Linked DNA regions of Canis lupus: region 1 is linked to region 2. A link is a contact called in public Hi-C data. All regions are on one chromosome and are shown on one strand. The core of a region is the stretch at or near the end of the contact, and the rest is flanking DNA. Distances in the headings are between cores, read along the strand shown.

The links. A called contact is a pair of places that touch in the nucleus more often than the background predicts.
Region 1: a Hi-C map of skin fibroblasts shows a contact between it and region 2, with 3 times the contacts expected there. The contact joins the enhancer-like site here to the promoter of CALD1 in region 2. A contact is called at or near these places in 2 of 9 Hi-C or Micro-C datasets (skin fibroblasts and tumor fibroblasts).

The regions. Positions count from the first base shown.
Region 1 is chr16:13,021,802-13,026,119 of UU_Cfam_GSD_1.0, forward strand. No RefSeq gene overlaps it. Among named protein-coding and RNA genes, the nearest start is that of BPGM, 49 kb to the right of the region's middle. Within about 2 kb of position 2,965, at least 2 of the 20 cell types and tissues checked have an H3K27ac peak or open chromatin away from gene starts, as enhancers often do.
Region 2 is chr16:12,935,960-12,940,529 of UU_Cfam_GSD_1.0, forward strand. It overlaps CALD1 (caldesmon), which reads right to left and starts at 1,282. Exons shown (of 16, transcript XM_038559477.1): 1 at 959-1,282.

The sequences.
Region 1 (4,318 bases), core at 1,715-4,214, 88 kb after region 2:
TGGGGTGCAGATGGATGATAACTTTGTCAGGTAAGACAAGGAGTATGTCATTCTAACCATGTAAGTCACCTATGACACATGGGACTTTATCATCAGGCTCCAGCAGGACGGCAGAGATGAAAAAGGACAAGAGATAGCCTGGGCAAGTAAGGAGGAGCCGAACTGGAAGGCAGATTACATACTCATTAATTGAAGATGCAATGGGTAGAGCTGCGTTGGGTTTTTTGTTTGTTTGCTTTTTGGGGTTTTTTTGGTAGAGCTGTTTTTATTTATTTATTTTTTGTTTGTTTTTGTATAGCTGTTTGAATAAGAGAATTGTTAATAAGAAATTCCTAGACCCTCCATATAGTCAGGCAGCCTGTGCTGCTAAGAGAGACGTGATCTACCTCTTGAGGGAATCTCAAGGCCTCTGACTCCCAGGCACAGCCCTGGGCAGAACAAGGCTCATGGGATCCCATGGGATCTCAGTCTAGAGCGGGATTGCCAGATTCTCCAAGCCGGTCTGTGACACTCCTCCAGCAGAAGCTACTCTTTCACAAGCTCCTGGAAACAGGAGCCACCATCTCAGGCAGTGTGGTTCAAACTATTGGGGATTCTGTTGAGGTGGCTCACAGGCGGGGTTTGGGGGGGCAGGAAGTAGGGAGCCAGGTGGGCAGGGTTCTAGGAGCCCTCCTCTACTTCCACTGCAGCCGCTCTCTGCTTTCAAAGAAAGCCTCCCGATTTGGAAAGAACTGGCCCTCGTTCCCAGGACACGAACTGGGAAAACGAAGAGGCATCGGAGATGAAGTAACTGGTAACAGGTCATTTAGTTAGTTGGTGGCAAGGGCCTGGGGTAGAAGGCAAATCTTGGGCTTCCAGGCCAGGCCCTTTGCATCTCACTGTGCTGTGCCACCGACTGTCTCATGTACACATATATCTCATTGCTACGGAAGGCTCAAATAATGCTTTTCAAAGAACATGAAGAAGAAAGTGTCCAAATCTCCCTAAAGCACACAAAAGATTATCTATTGTCAACAGCCCCACGAGACAAGGATATCTTCACTCCCAGCTTGAAAGGCCTCTCTCCTCCACCCCATCTGAAGATAAACAAGGCCAGACCTTCGTACAATCAGCTGGTCAGTAACTTAACAACGTCTCTGTCTTTCTTCAACATAAACCCCTCCTCTTCTGTAGGGCCCCTTCTACCAAAACCGGGAAATCTGCTGCCAATAATTTTCACCTGTTGCTCCGTGTTCTACCTTTCCACTGCAAATGAGTGTCTTCGGTAGGCTCTGTTCCTTGGTGGTATTCACTTTTAGAATGTCATCTTTTATGATTTCATAAAGATTTCTTTGTCCCATGTTAGAGGAATTTCAGGCATCTGGGGTTGGAAAAAAAAGGGGAAGACCCCCTTTTCTTAGTGGTTGGGAAGATTTTGTGATCATATTAGGTATTCATTCAAGGTACACTGAAGGTGGCCTGAGGCCAAATTATATTCTGATTTCCCAAAGGAAGAAATCCCTCCCTGGCAGTCTGGTTCCATGAGTAGAACTTAAAGCATCCCTGGCTGATTTTTCAACCACAGGCTATCTCAAAAGCATGCATTTTGCCAGAAATCTGTCCGGTAGGGAGAGATACATAGGTAGTTTCAGTGTCCTCTCACCCTGCCCCCCATTTCACCAAAAATCTTAACTTTCCCCTGCCTCTGCCAACTCCCCTGTGGTCTCAAGTGTTCCAGGAAATGAGGAGTCATTCTTTATTTCTTGCTCCATAAGGGGAGGGCACCATGTGACTCCCTGTGGAAGGGGCAGCAGGGTGGGGAGGCTGAGGGGCTTGGCCAGAGCTGCAGAGACCCAAGCTCAGGACTCCTGGTTGGGGGGGGGGGTGGCGGGGAGAGGAGCTGGCTCTGCCCCTGGCCCCTCAGCATCGCCAGCCGCCAGCCGGGAGACTGACTCCACTTGGCCCAGTGCCCCTCACCCCTGGCCCTCCCCACACATCCGCCTTCTCCAGCTAGCTCTTCCCTCCCTCTGCCCCAGGGCTCCTGCTTGCATTCCTTCTATCTCCTGGCATTTTTTTTTTCATGTCGTTTTACTTTGTATTTAATAATAGCTCCATGTTTTCTGTTTTATCTGAAATCAAGAATCATGCCTGTATCATGCGTTCACTTTGGGGATAAAACTTATGGCAAGACTTGCCGTTGGACTAATTGCTTTTCATTAGCTTCATGCTTCTTAATGATTACAAGTTGTTTGCCTGTACAAGAAACAGTTCCATTCTGTTCTCCAAATTTACTAGCCTTCAACTGCAACCAGAAACTGGAAGTCTTGGATTGCTTGTGCTTGGGGAATGAGGTTCCTGGCTTTTTTGCATCAGGGTCTGGCCATACTGAGGGTTGGGGAGAGGGCCGGTAATCCTAGCTCTTTAGACTTCAAAGCCCAGATTATGGTCCATGGTCCAAATAAAAAGCGAATTTAGCTTTTCTAAGCCATCGGCTGTTCTATGTCCCAGTTCTCAAATCCATAAAGTGGAGTGAGAAAGACAGGGGCGAGATATGTATGTTTAATAACAAGCTTACTTTAAAATCAGTTTTGAAAAACCTATACTTCAGATAATGAATTGGGGTTTCAAAGGCATGATGGAAAGAGTATACCCACCAAAAGGGAGCAGCAGAATGAATCCCAATGGAAAATTTGCGCCTCTCTGTGGTTGGAGTCATTTGGTCAAGAAGTGATGACATTACACATTTCTGAAAAGGGTGTGTGTTTTGGACTTCTGAGGTCCAGGTCTCAGCATGATATTCGGGCAAGGCCGGCATTTAACTGCTATGCAGAATAAAGAGAAGGAAGTGGTCGCGACCAGCATTCTTTCCCACCACAGCAGCGCCTCCCCAGTCTGACGTTGCCCATTAGTCTCTTCATCTCATGGACTTGAAATCAAGCTCTTTCAGCAAGTCTGTGCGCCCATCATGCCCTGCGAGATAAGCTGTCCTTCAACTGTCTCTGGGAAGGGGTGGCAGCTGGAGGCATAGGGGATCAGCAACAACCTGTCCTGGGCAGAGGGCCGGGTGTGTGCAGCAGCAAGCAGCTCTTGGAGCCAAGAAGTAGGAGTTTTTCACCGTGGAGTGTCTTCCTGCAGAGAAGCACGGCTGCCCTTGGCCACACCCCAGCTATCCATCTTTAGTCCATTCATTGTCAGAATGAGTCTGGAACTCACATGTAGGAAGAGAGGGGAGTGGATCCAGAAGAACCAAGCAGCCCAGACCAATCTGTGACTTTTTGCCCTGTGAACACAGTGGTTCACTTATTCAGTCATCCAACAAGCAATTGTTATTATTTTGAAAGATTTTATTTGTTTATTTGAGACAGAGCAAGCGAGCGAGAGAGAGCACAAGTGGAGGAGGGGATGTGGGGGTGGGGAGGGCAGAAGCAGACTCCTCACTGAGCAGGGAGCCTGGTGTGGGGCTCAATCCCAGGACCCTGGGATTATGACCTGAGCTGAAGGCAGAAGCTTAACGGACTGAGCCACCCAGGTGCCCCAACAAGCAATTATTGAGTACCAACTGAATTAGGATGGAAGCTAGGCTGGATGACAAAAAGGCATACTCACACTCACACTTAAGGGAGTTGATTTCTGTCTTCCCTGTTACATAAGATCATTTGGTGACTCAAATTCCTTCCTTATTGTTAAACTGTTTTCCCCTAGGGCAGTGCTATTCAAAGTACTGCCAGGCTTGGGCAGCATCAAGCATTGTCTGAAAGCTTGTTAGAAATTTCAAATCTTAGCCCCCATGTCAGAGCTATGGAACCTATACCTCTGGTGGTGAGGCCCAGGATTCTATATTTTACCAAGCTCTCCAGACCATGTGATTTTTTTCAGAAAAAAAAAAATTATTGTGGTAAAATACATATAAACTTAGTATTTTTAATCATTTTAAATCGCACAGTTCAGTAGAATTAAATACATTCACGTAGTGCTGTGTCGTCACCCACCAACTACCTCCAAAACTGAAACTCTGTACCCATTAAATGTTAACTCCCCATTTCCCCCAGCTCCTGGCAAACACTATTCTATTGTCTGTGTCTACGATTTTGACTATTCTAAATTCTCATATAAGTGGAATCATATAGTATTTGTCTTTTTGTGACTAGCTTATTTCACTTGGCATAAGATCTTCAAAGTTCATCCATATTGTAACATATGTCAGGATTTCCTTCCTTCTTAGGGCTGGATAATACTGCACTGTATGTGCATACCACATTTTGTTTATGCATCCATCTGTCAATTGACATTTGGGTTGTTTCCATGTTTTAGCTATTTTGAATAATCCTGCTAAGAACAT
Region 2 (4,570 bases), core at 32-2,531:
TACCATAGCACTAAAATTCTCCCACCCTTTACAATCAGCTCTTTCTAAAAGGAATTCCAGACTACTACCAACTGGCTGCCTTGTACTACTGTTTAAGATGCCCAAATATGTCTGACTATGTTGAAATGAAAGCCTGCTTCCTCCCTTTCTGGAACACACTTGCAAAACTACATCTCTTCAAACTCTCTAATCACAGGCACACACTTTCAAACAGAAAATAAGATTTCTTAAGAAACAGACTGGTAGGATGTTAAAGGCGATTTCTAAAAAACACACCCACTAGCACATGCATTCTCTCTCATTATTAGGTTTTATAGGAAACAGATCATGGTAGGCATCTTCCTGTCTTGGCAAATATCATATCAGTTACGTTAACCCAACTGGTGCTAAACGGTTCTTTCCATCTCTGACCTTATTTCCTTGCAGCTCTAGAAGTCCAGGCTTAAAAACTGGTAGGAGAATAATATGTAAATGGCTTTGGTTAAAAACCATTCCTTTTTGGCTGCCTGTTAACCTAAAAGTTTACTTTAAAGGTAAAACCTCTTTAAGTCTCTGGTAGTAGAAGATGCAGGAAAGACCACTGGTGTGGGCACACGGGCCCAGCACGCCTGCTGCCCCTGGCCTGTGGTGCTCAGGTAAGCTCCCCACTGCACTCCTGAACAAAAGGAGCTCCTTATCAAGGTAGCCCGGTGGTCCCTGAGCCCAGAGCCCACATCTCTATGTGATCTCAACTCTCGTCCCAGCTCCAAGAAGAGAACTTGAAATCTCATCCTGTTTGTCTTCCGGGGACCATCTGCAGGGCAGCAAAGCCCAGCCTGGCTCTGAGAATTTGTGGGCTTTATTATTGGCTTTCACTATCTTGCTTCTGCAGCTACCTGACACAGGCATGTTGACTGAAACACAGAGAAAGCCCCCAGACGCTCTGCAAGAGATGGAAAGAAAGCCCTCTGTGGCTTACCTCGCAGGCTGCAACTTCTTCCTGGGGACTAAATCGGAAAGGAAGAACTGATTTCTCTAGCAGGAGCACAGCAAGAGGGCAGGCAGGCAGGCAGGCAGGCAGCCTAATACACACTGCTCTATTCAATAAAACTCCAGACCGCCCTTCCTTGGCCCCTCCCAGAAGTCCGTGCTAAGTGAACACATAGCCCCTATGTTTACAGTCGGCAGTCGGTGGTATGCATTGTCCTGTAGTTTTTCTAATAGGGCAGCCAATGACGACACCCCGGCTGAGGTGGATGCAGCCTGCCTGTGGAGATGCCTGTCATTCTCTAGGCATGCTCAGGAAATCACTCATCAGAAAAACCAAGACCTAAAAAGCTCTGAAACTGCGTGCAGGCTGCCAAAACCAGCCAGCTACATGCCCTTTTTTGGTTATCCTTAGCAGGGCCTCTGGAAGTGAATCCATTGTCAGGAACAATCATAAGAAATGTTAATCTTGGAGAAAGAGGCTGTCTTGCAGAACGCAAATGCAACTTTAAAGAGAAAGCACAGTTGATGAAACTCAAAGTTTAATAGTCTGTAAGTTTTAGTGGGGTGGGGGTGGGGATGGTTTTTTGATGGAGGGAGCCCTAATAGCATATTTCCTTTAAAAGTAATGGTATATACAAAATGAAATTAAATCGTTGTACAGTTTTAAAGCCTGCGATAGCCAAGACCCAGGTCTGGTGCACAAACTAAATTCTAACCTGAAAGAGGCACAGCCCCCTAGAAATATGTCGACATGTGTTATAAAAACAACTGACAAAAAAAGCTTAGGTCTTTTTTAGTAGGTAATGTTTTCCAGAATAAGTGTAGTGCCAGAAACTCAGCTACGCAGGGTCCTACAAGCTTGGCTATCGTCATTGGTTTTCCACATCACCTCTCTCTCTCCACCTCCCCTTCGTTTCCTTGGATTTGGCAACAGGGAGACATTGCTAGCGACTGTGCACAGCAGAGAGGGTGTCTACACCAGCACCTCCTTTGGGGCTGGTGTAAATGATGCACATGATCACAGAGATGACACTGCTGTTCTAGTGACTTCTTGAAAGTGCTCCAACCAAGTCTTCATTGACAGGATGTGTGCAATGAGAAAGACAGATTTAGCAGATGCTGAGTTAGAATGAAATTAATTGGCCCACATGCGCATACAATCTGTGGTCTTGTACTTTTCGATAAAGAATTCCTGGTTAAATTAGCCCATCAGTATTTAATCCAACAGCAGCAACAACAACAACAAATTATGTGCAGTTACTATTTGTCAGGCCAGGAACTAGGTGCAAGACTTCTGTCTCATTATTGCTATGTGTTTGGAAACTGTTTCATCACTGGCCAAGGAGACTTGAAATATTTTTCCCTGGCTAACTACAAGTCCATAAGCTTGGTCTTCAAAAACCTTAGGTTTTACCATATAAGCCTTTACCTATTTATGAATATCTGACTTAAAAATGATCTCTACTTAGGAAAAAGTCCCTTTGTGCCTTACACTGACTTGGGAAGTAATTGATCCATGTGAGTGGTTTCCTTTTTCAGCCATCCAGCATTAGTGAGTTACCCAGAAGCATCTGTACCAACCCTATGCTCATCTCTTTCTTGGGAAGGCTGCCTATCCCCTCTTCCCAACTGCTACTGCAGCACAACCCAAAAAAGCTACAGAGAAGGCTGCCAGGGCGAGCGAGAGGTGAGCTTCAGGCATCCCAAGTTAGAAGTCAGAATGCACTTTCCCAGGGAAACAGAATAAATAATGGCTGGTGGGAATAGCACAGTCAATGCAGCATTTCAAGGACACTGTGGCTCAACCAGGCATTGGTGGAGCACCACCATTTATAAAATTGTTCCTATGGGAAAATGTTTTCTGATCCCAAATGAATGATTTGGAAAGAAGCTTTGGGAACACAACCAGTTTTGCCACTGGGGATGTCCCATATCTGGACAGGTTGTAAAGACAGAGTAATAGTTCACAGTCTGGTAACTTGCTGCATTTGGAGATGCTGTAGTGCAGACATCAATGACTTCTGAAAACAACTCAGTTGGTGACATCTGTGTGAAGATATGACCTGTGTCCAGAGATGCTTGAGGCCCATGATCTCTAGGCTGTATGGTCTGTGACTCAGTGAGGCCTGTTTTAATGTACTGTTTTCCATGGCCAATGCTGATTCAATCCTAAGCCACATTCTTCCCGCTTGTGTGAGTAATGCCTTTTGGTTAAACAGCATCAGGGCATAATTTGCAATCTATGAATAAAATAAGTACCAGCTTTCCAGAGGAAAGAAAAGTTGCACTACAAATGGGGAAAATATTATCAGCAGGAAACATAGAAAGGACATGCATTTTGCATGGTTTTTAGAAGATAAATAGCTGAATATTTTTGGGTTCTGTCTTTAGAACAGAGAAGTATGTTTCCCTAGATAAATTCAGAATACCTCGTACTCAGGGTATAGTGGATGAGCAACCATTTAGCCTTTTTTATGTATTTAGAAATGGGCACTGTGGAAGAACCTCGGAAAGATAATTTAACAAATTTCATTAGAAAAAAAGAAAGAAAAAGATATATGTTGCCCATCTCTGCCATGAGAAACTTCACTTTCATAGAATTTACTTTTTCCAGAAGTCATTTGTAAACAACACTAAAAATACACCGGATTTATACAGGACATTTTTTGTGGAATATATTTCCCACTTAGACCATCCCAGATAAAGAACAGCTTGTCTAGCATAGGATATATCTACCTAATCAAACCATAACAACTCTAAAGAGACATTTGGAAACATCTGGATGATTCGTTATATTTTTTCAGTTCCAACTGAGAATTTGCAATCATGTAGATCAGTAGTGAGCAATTAAATTTTGCTTGTGAGTCAGACTGGGAAGAGCAAAAGCAGGCTACACCTTTTTCAATCAAAATTAAAATCACTTCATTTAGTTCCATAAAGAACATACATTTTTTCCAGCTTAAAATATTTGTTTTATTGACTAAAACAGAACTTTTGAATATTTTAAAAGGCAGCAAAATCTACCCCATCCACACACACATCTTCTTTTACTTGAAGTATTTCCAGAAACTCAAGCTTAGAAAACAATAAAATCAGACCAGTAAAATGTTGATACCAAAACTGGACAATGAGGACAGCACAAAAAGCAGAGAATTATACCATGTGTATTTATGAACCTACATACAAACAATTAGCACACGAATCCAACAAGTGTAAAACAAGATAAGGCCAATGCAGAGATGGTCAAAATATGAAAATCTAGTGATATATTATTCAATGTTAGCAGTTTAAAAGTTGAAAGAGAAAAAAAGAGAGAAAGATAGTCTCAATAAATAAAGAATAATACTTGGTGAAATTAGCAATTACATATAGGAAAAAAAGCTCTTGAAAAACCAGCAACAGAATCTTTCTAAACATACAGTAAGAGACCTTTACCAGAAAGCTATCACAAACATCAAGTTTAATGGTGAAATGGTAAAAGTACTCCCATTATAATCAATGAAAAGAAAGGATGCCTACCATCTCTTTTACAATTAAAAAATGGGCTGGAGGGCCTAACCAAGACAAAGAAAAAGAAAAGAAAAAAAAAAAAAAGAAGAAC